2 separate regions of the Triticum aestivum genome follow, and region 1 is linked to region 2. A link is a contact called in public Hi-C data. All regions are on one chromosome and are shown on one strand. Each heading gives the region's core, a stretch centred on a gene start, on an enhancer-like site or on the middle of the called end of the contact. The rest is flanking DNA. Distances are from core to core; before and after follow the strand shown.

Region 1 (3,198 bases), core at 49-2,548, 240 kb before region 2:
CATTTAGGGCCAAATGGCCAACTGGTCCTGCAAGAACTCTTGCAGTTGAAAAGTTTGGTACTAGACCTAACTAAGTACAGTTTGTAACTGGACCAGCCTATATAATTTACAAAAAAAATCAGAACTTTCTTTGACAATGAACTTGTTAATTATAACATTGTAGCGTAGATATATTTTTCTAGGCAAGAACGCAAAGCAAGGCTGGGGGACAAGGGAGCGCGGAAGTACACAAAGAGCGGAGCAGAAACAGAGAAGGGTCGGGGCCTTACAGCCTTGGCATTGGTGACGGAGTCCGGGAGGTTGCCGTGTCGCCGGGAGCTGGTGGAGCCGGGGCCGATTCGGCGGGACATGGAGCCGCCGCCGGCGTCGATGCGGCGCGACATGGAGCCTCCGGCGTCGAGGTGCTGGTGGATGGCCATGGCGAGCGCCTGGCGGTGCAGGAGCTCCTCCTCCGCCGGCGTGAGCTTGGCCGCCCCGCCGCGCGGCGGGCGCGCGCTCCCCATGCGCTTGCTGCGCGACACCGCGGCCGCGCCCCGGTGCTCCTTGCGCGGCATGCACGCGAACGCGTTGCCCATCGGAGAGGATAACTTGTGGCGAAAAAAGGAGGGTCTCTCTCTCTCTCTCTCTCTCTCTCTCTCTCTCTCAAGTCTCAAGAACAAATCGGCAAAGATGATGAGCAAGAAAACAAAAGGTCGATTTCTGCTTCGAAGAGGGTGGGATTCAGGAACAGTCTCTCTCACACAGGAAACTCAACACGAACAAACTCGTAGAAGAAATTAAACTTCCGAAAAGGAAATGAGAAGAAAGATTTTCTCCAAGTGGAAGGAAGAGCAGGAACGGTGCCCTGCACTCGCCGGAGAGAAGCACGGTTGGTTGGGTTGGCAAAAGCGATGCGGAGAGGAAGAGGAAGCACGGAGCAGATCTGAAAGAAGAGGCGGAATTTATGAGTGGTCCTGACACCTAACTCGTCTCTCCCACACGAATCTCGCCAAAAAGGATTTATTCCCCTCTCTCTCTCTCTCTCTTCTCCTCTCCTGTATCTTTTGGATCTTCTCCCGCACAACTAATTTGGTTTGCTAAACAGAAGAAAGAAAGAAAGATTAGAAATTTGGAAGCAGCAGCGAAGACAGACAAAGGGGGGAGAAGCTTTAGGCGGCGGTTTCCTGGGAATTGTGTCTCTTGTGCTCCCTTCGCCTTTGCTTTGCTGGTGGAGTCTCCTACTCTCTCTCCCTCTGCAGATGAGAAGAAAAAGGAGGAAGGAGACCTCTTTTTTGTTATTTTCTTGGCCAGAGGGAGTACCACCAATTTTCCATCCCCGGTCCACTGGGTGTCTTAATTGTCTGGTTTGGCCTGACTTTTGACCTCCACCCTGTCCTTCTCCTCTTCATTATTCCTCAGAATCAGACCAGATAAAGATCAAATTCCAGCCAGCTTATTTCCCTTAATTAACATATTATTACTCTGGTTTTTCTGCCATTCCTGGGGATATCCTGGTCTGCCTTTCTCAGATCCAAAGTGAGGCCCTGCCTCACACTTCCAGGAAATAGGTTCATGTCTGACTTTTGAGCCCTCTTTTTGACCGTGATGATCCATTGTACTTTTGAGCTACTAGTACACATGTGGATTGCGAAAAATAGTGGGTGCCGGACGAACGGATGTGGAAGCACTGTTGGAGTAAATTCGTCGAGTCATGTCCTTTGCTGTGCTTGCCTCCCCCATTCTTCAATGAATGAATGCGCCATTTGGACTAATTTCCAGCAGTGGAACGGTTGTGCTAGTACTGTTGAGTACTGTGAGAGACAATGTAGAGTAGGGCATGCAAGCGTGTGAGTGAGCAGCATTTTCCTGCTGGAAAGCTGGTGTGATTTTTGATGTGGATATATTCCGGTTATCATTTCCCTTGCTTCCGTCACCGGTATAGTCATAGCTAATGAGAAAGCAACACGAGTGTACTAGCTGCTGCTGATGGTGATACCTTAGCTTAAACAGGCCGGCACATTAACGCAACACTTGAAGTAGAGGACAAGGGCATGGCGCTTGGTTGCAACGGCACGTTAAGTTACTCACTCTCTTTGTATTGTAGTATCTGTATTGTAGTATCCGTCCATGGATCCAGAGTACGTGTGATAAAGGAAAGCTCAACTCGCCTAAAGTGCAGTACTAGTCATTAAGTTATTTAGGATCATCATCTTCTTACCATCTCACCTTCTAACGCCATCTACAGCCGGGCTTCCTAAACTCTACCTACAAGCCTAGGAGTACGGCTCGATCACTGACCGGTAAAAATAAGAAGACCCAGATAGGCTTCTCAAGCCGGCCTCATATGTCCGGGCTGACCGGCACCTCTAAAGTGGACGGATACGAGGAGGCACGGGTGAGTCCGCCACGTCGAACTGACCGCGGGGACCCACGCGAAAACAGTCAGAAACCCATCGATCTGACATGCATCTTCTCCAATTCTCGATGGCACCGTGCCGCGCTGCCCGAGGGCCCTAGACTGACTATTTAAGCCGAATGTCGGCACCTACACCTTATCGCATCCCCATTTCCCTTCCATCTCATCCGCCGCCGCCACATTCCAATCCATCCACCGCTAGCCATGCCGAGTCACCGGATCACTATGTACGCCATGCTCACGCCGAGCGGCATCTCGAGCTCTTGAGCGGGTCCGAGCTAGGCCCGAAGCCCAGATCTTAACCGGCCTACCTCCGGACTTATCGGAGCTGGAGGAGGAGGAGGAGGCGGCAGTCATGGCAGACGCGGAGCTGGAGGGGGAGGAGGACACAGGCGAGGCGGATCCGACGCATACGGCTGTAGGCTTCCCTAGGCCCGTGGGCAAGACATCTTGACTCCATCTAGTCGAAGGCGGGGGTGAAGGCCAACCGCCACTTCATCGCGAACGAGACACGGAGCTTGAAGAAATCTTCACAAAGATAGAGTCCGACAAGGAGCCGGAGGTACGGCAGGTGACCATCCACCAGGAGACCGGGTCATCCGGCACTGCTGGCACAGAGGCCGTTGACATCTCTGACGACGAGAAGTGTAGGCTAGCTACTACGTACTAGTAGGTACATTTTATTTTTGCATGCTTTGTATGGATTTGAGGTATCTAATAGTATGAGGTAATTGGATGCAGCGGAGGAAAAATGAGAAGTAACTGGCACTGGGTCAAACATTTCAACAAGCAACGATTGGAAG
Region 2 (3,367 bases), core at 715-3,214:
ATTCCCTATGAAGGCATGACTTAATCTATCATTTCCTTTTCTTGTACATATGGTGCAGTTGTACCAAATACAGTATAGTTGTCCATTGTGTAAGGAGTAGGGAGCATCCTGACCTGAACAGTCATTTCTACATTCATCTTGGAAGAATATGTCATGTTCTGAAGGCGAGCATGTACAGGCTTCAGTCTGAGTTTCTGCTCATCGAGCTCACTGTTGTCAGCCCAAAACGTCGGCTTCTCAAGCGCCACTCTGCCAAACTTAACGGTTGCATGTCTCCAGTCACCTACACTCTTTGAAGGATCATAATCAGGTTCAACAGTTATTTCCCCTAGAGAATCAACGAGCTCTTGTAGCCCATGGGAGATAAAATCATTGTAAGAGTTTATCTGATGGCTGATCAGTCCTTTTTCAGTGAAGAATGATCGTGCCGCTTCTTTACAAAACTTCTCCAGGCTTTCAATATTGAAGTCAATTGGTACTTGCGCACTTGGGTCTGAAGAAGACTTCAGTTTCCCTTCATCTACCACAGAAGGTATTCCTTTCAAATCCACATCCATAGGAGACAGCCCTCCAGATGGTTGCTGCTCCCCTTTTGCATCCTGTTTTACATAAAACTTGCCTTCCTCGTCGCAATCCAAAACCATGAAATCCGAGACATCAATCTCAGTATCTGGTCCATTTGGTGACTGCTGACCGAGGTTCGTATCCGGCTCTTCCATCGCTGAACCACCGGGTAGCTGCCAAATGTCAACAAAGGGATTTTTTATCAGTTTTCACGAGAGAAAGAAGAGGAACACATGACATTCTGCTCAAAAAAAAAAAGAGAGAGAAGAGGAACATTGCAACAAAGTCATCAAATATACTCCCTCCGTCCGAAAAAGCTTGTCCCAAGCTTGTCTCTCAAATGGATGTATCTAGCACTAACTTGGTGCTAGACACATCCATTTGAGGGACAACCTTTTTCGGACAGAGAGAGTACCACATTATGCAATCTGGCTGCAATTAAAGGACGAGTAAACAGAAGACATGCAGAGATAGCTCCACAAGACAAGACATTGGCCACTGAATACCAGAACTACCAACAATTTCCTAGACAGTAACAACATATAACATACTCCATCCCTTCCTAATTATAAGTCTTTTTAGAGATTCCAATATGGACTACATACAGAGCAAAACGAGACTTATATTTAGGAATGGAGGGAGTAACAAATAGTGCAGATACAACACGCGTCAGACAACCATTTCGCGTAAACCGGCCACTTGAGCAGCGCAGCAATCTAACAAAACGCCAATTTTAAGAGAACTTTTGTGTCCAATCGTGGTAGGCCACATGTCGCAAGCCAATGGCAGCAGATGGAGAAACCGACCACTTGGCGCAGATCAAGACAAGGATCCCTCCGCACTAATATAACCCCAGCGTCGCAAAGCGCGCCGCTCAATTCGACGCATCACACAGGGCACAAACCACCGAAGGGTATATATAAACGAAAAGCAGAGCACCGGCGGCTCCTGGGCGCGGCGAGGCCACGGGCTCCCTCCCAAAACCCTCGCTCGTGCCGCACAAACTCTCTCTTTTTTTCTCAGAAGAAGAGCACAGGCTCGAGCCGCGACCAGACGAACGATCCCGTGCGGAAACCAACCAAAGGGCGGCCGCGAGCAGAGCAGAGCAGAGGCGACATTGCACCTGAGACGCGGCGAGAAAACCCCCGCGACGGCGGCGTCGAGAAACAAAACACGAGACAAAAGCGCGGAAATGACGGGGGTCGGGAAGGACTACCTGCGCGCCGGCGATCGCCGAACGCCGCCGCCGGGGGCGAGGGAAACCCTACGACGACGTTGCGGTCGAGGTTGGGGTTTTCTTTTGCCTTCGATTTGGAGGTTGGGGTTTTAGGCAGGCAGGCAGGCAGAGAGCGTGAGAGCGACGCGACCGAGGAGAAGCAAGGACAGTGAGGCGCTTCCCCTTCGCTTTATGCAATGCAGGTGCAGCAGGAGGATCGGCACAGCGGGGGTGGTTGGGATTGGGGCTGGGGGTTTTGCTCCGCTCGTCCTTCCCCTCTCTCTGTCCCTTTGACTGCTGGGTGCCGGTCCCATCTGTCGGTGTGATGACCGGAGGCGCGGGGGTCCATTGCCTTCCGATCTGCAACGGGTGGACGGATGGCTTCCTCTCCGATGTTGGGTTGGGGATGGGAGCAGACGGCGAGTGCGGGCACGGGCGGCCGCTGGTCCGTGCCATCTCACCCATGGCATTTTTCTCTTGTGGTACCGGCCACAAAAGTTAGGTAAATCACACATCTTTAACAAGAGAGAAATTCACTATACGTCACTAAATTTGAACCGGATGACAGTTTGATACCACTATTTCAAAATACCCTAACTACGGTCCAAATACTTGTGCAAGGGGTTCACTTTGATCCATTTGTACGATTTCATGTACGTATTTGCTGACTTGGCCGAGTCAGCGGCCGCCAGCTCGCTTTGACCAACACCTAGTCGATCCTAGGGTGAATACTACTCGATCCGTTTTTTTTTTGCAAAAACGCCATGACCTGGTCGCACCTGGTCGGCCGCTCGCTTATCCCCGCTCTCCTCTTCTTCTCCTCCCAACCCTAGCCCAACTCCCGGCCCCGCCGCCGCAGCCATTGCCGACGTCGACGCCCTCCGCCGCCGCAGCCATTGCCCATGCCCTCCTCCGCCGCCTTCGGCCCCACTGTCATGTCGTCTTCCAGCTCTGTCCGCAATGCATTGCGTGGCCGCTCCGTTGTTGTACCATTGATCGGGTGCCTGGATTGCGGCGAGCAGGTGAGGTTCTACCGGTCTAGCACCGATGAGCACGATGGATGAATCTTCTACAAGTGCGTCAACCACACTGTAAGTGCCAGTTCCTAGCTACTTGTTGATTCATGGCGTGTCAATTCTAGCAACAGTAGTATTGAAGCAGAGCACTGATTAAATTAGGCACATTAATTGGTTAACTAGGCATTGCTCTGATTAATACGGTAGTTTAGACTATCCTTGGTTACAAAATTACTGACAGAACTAGTTGGTTAACTAGTCTGCCATTGAGTCATGCACTCTGAACTTTACTGTCATTCTGTAGGTGAATAGAGATGTAATTTTTTTCTCAGGTCACTTGTGATTTCTAGCGCTGGGAGCTCGAATATGTGGTGCATCTGGTTGAAACAAGGCGTCTGGTTGGTGATGCTGCTGTAGATGCAATTGGTGCAACTGAGGACATGAGGAAAGAGCTTGAGAGGCAGAGGACTGAATCAATGGCAGGCAGAAGCACAGTTGGAAGGGGCATGGTTGGAAGAGGCACTGTAGGCAGAGCTAATTATGCCAGCTCCAATGAGAATAAGTATGCTAC

What was found. A called contact is a pair of places that touch in the nucleus more often than the background predicts.
Region 1: a contact with region 2 is called in a Hi-C map of leaf, with 3 times the contacts expected there. The contact joins the promoter of LOC123157179 here to the promoter of LOC123160438 in region 2. A contact is called at or near these places in 2 of 5 Hi-C or Micro-C datasets (both in leaf).

The regions. Positions count from the first base shown.
Region 1 is chr7B:422,589,883-422,593,080 of IWGSC CS RefSeq v2.1, reverse strand. LOC123157179 (putative methylesterase 14, chloroplastic) reads right to left here and starts at 1,298. Exons shown (of 5, transcript XM_044575432.1): 1 at 270-1,298. The coding sequence starts at 575.
Region 2 is chr7B:422,352,091-422,355,457 of IWGSC CS RefSeq v2.1, reverse strand. It overlaps LOC123160438 (DNA-directed RNA polymerases IV and V subunit 2), which reads right to left and starts at 1,964. Exons shown (of 8, transcript XM_044578254.1): 1 at 1,781-1,964; 2 at 114-737. The coding sequence starts at 719.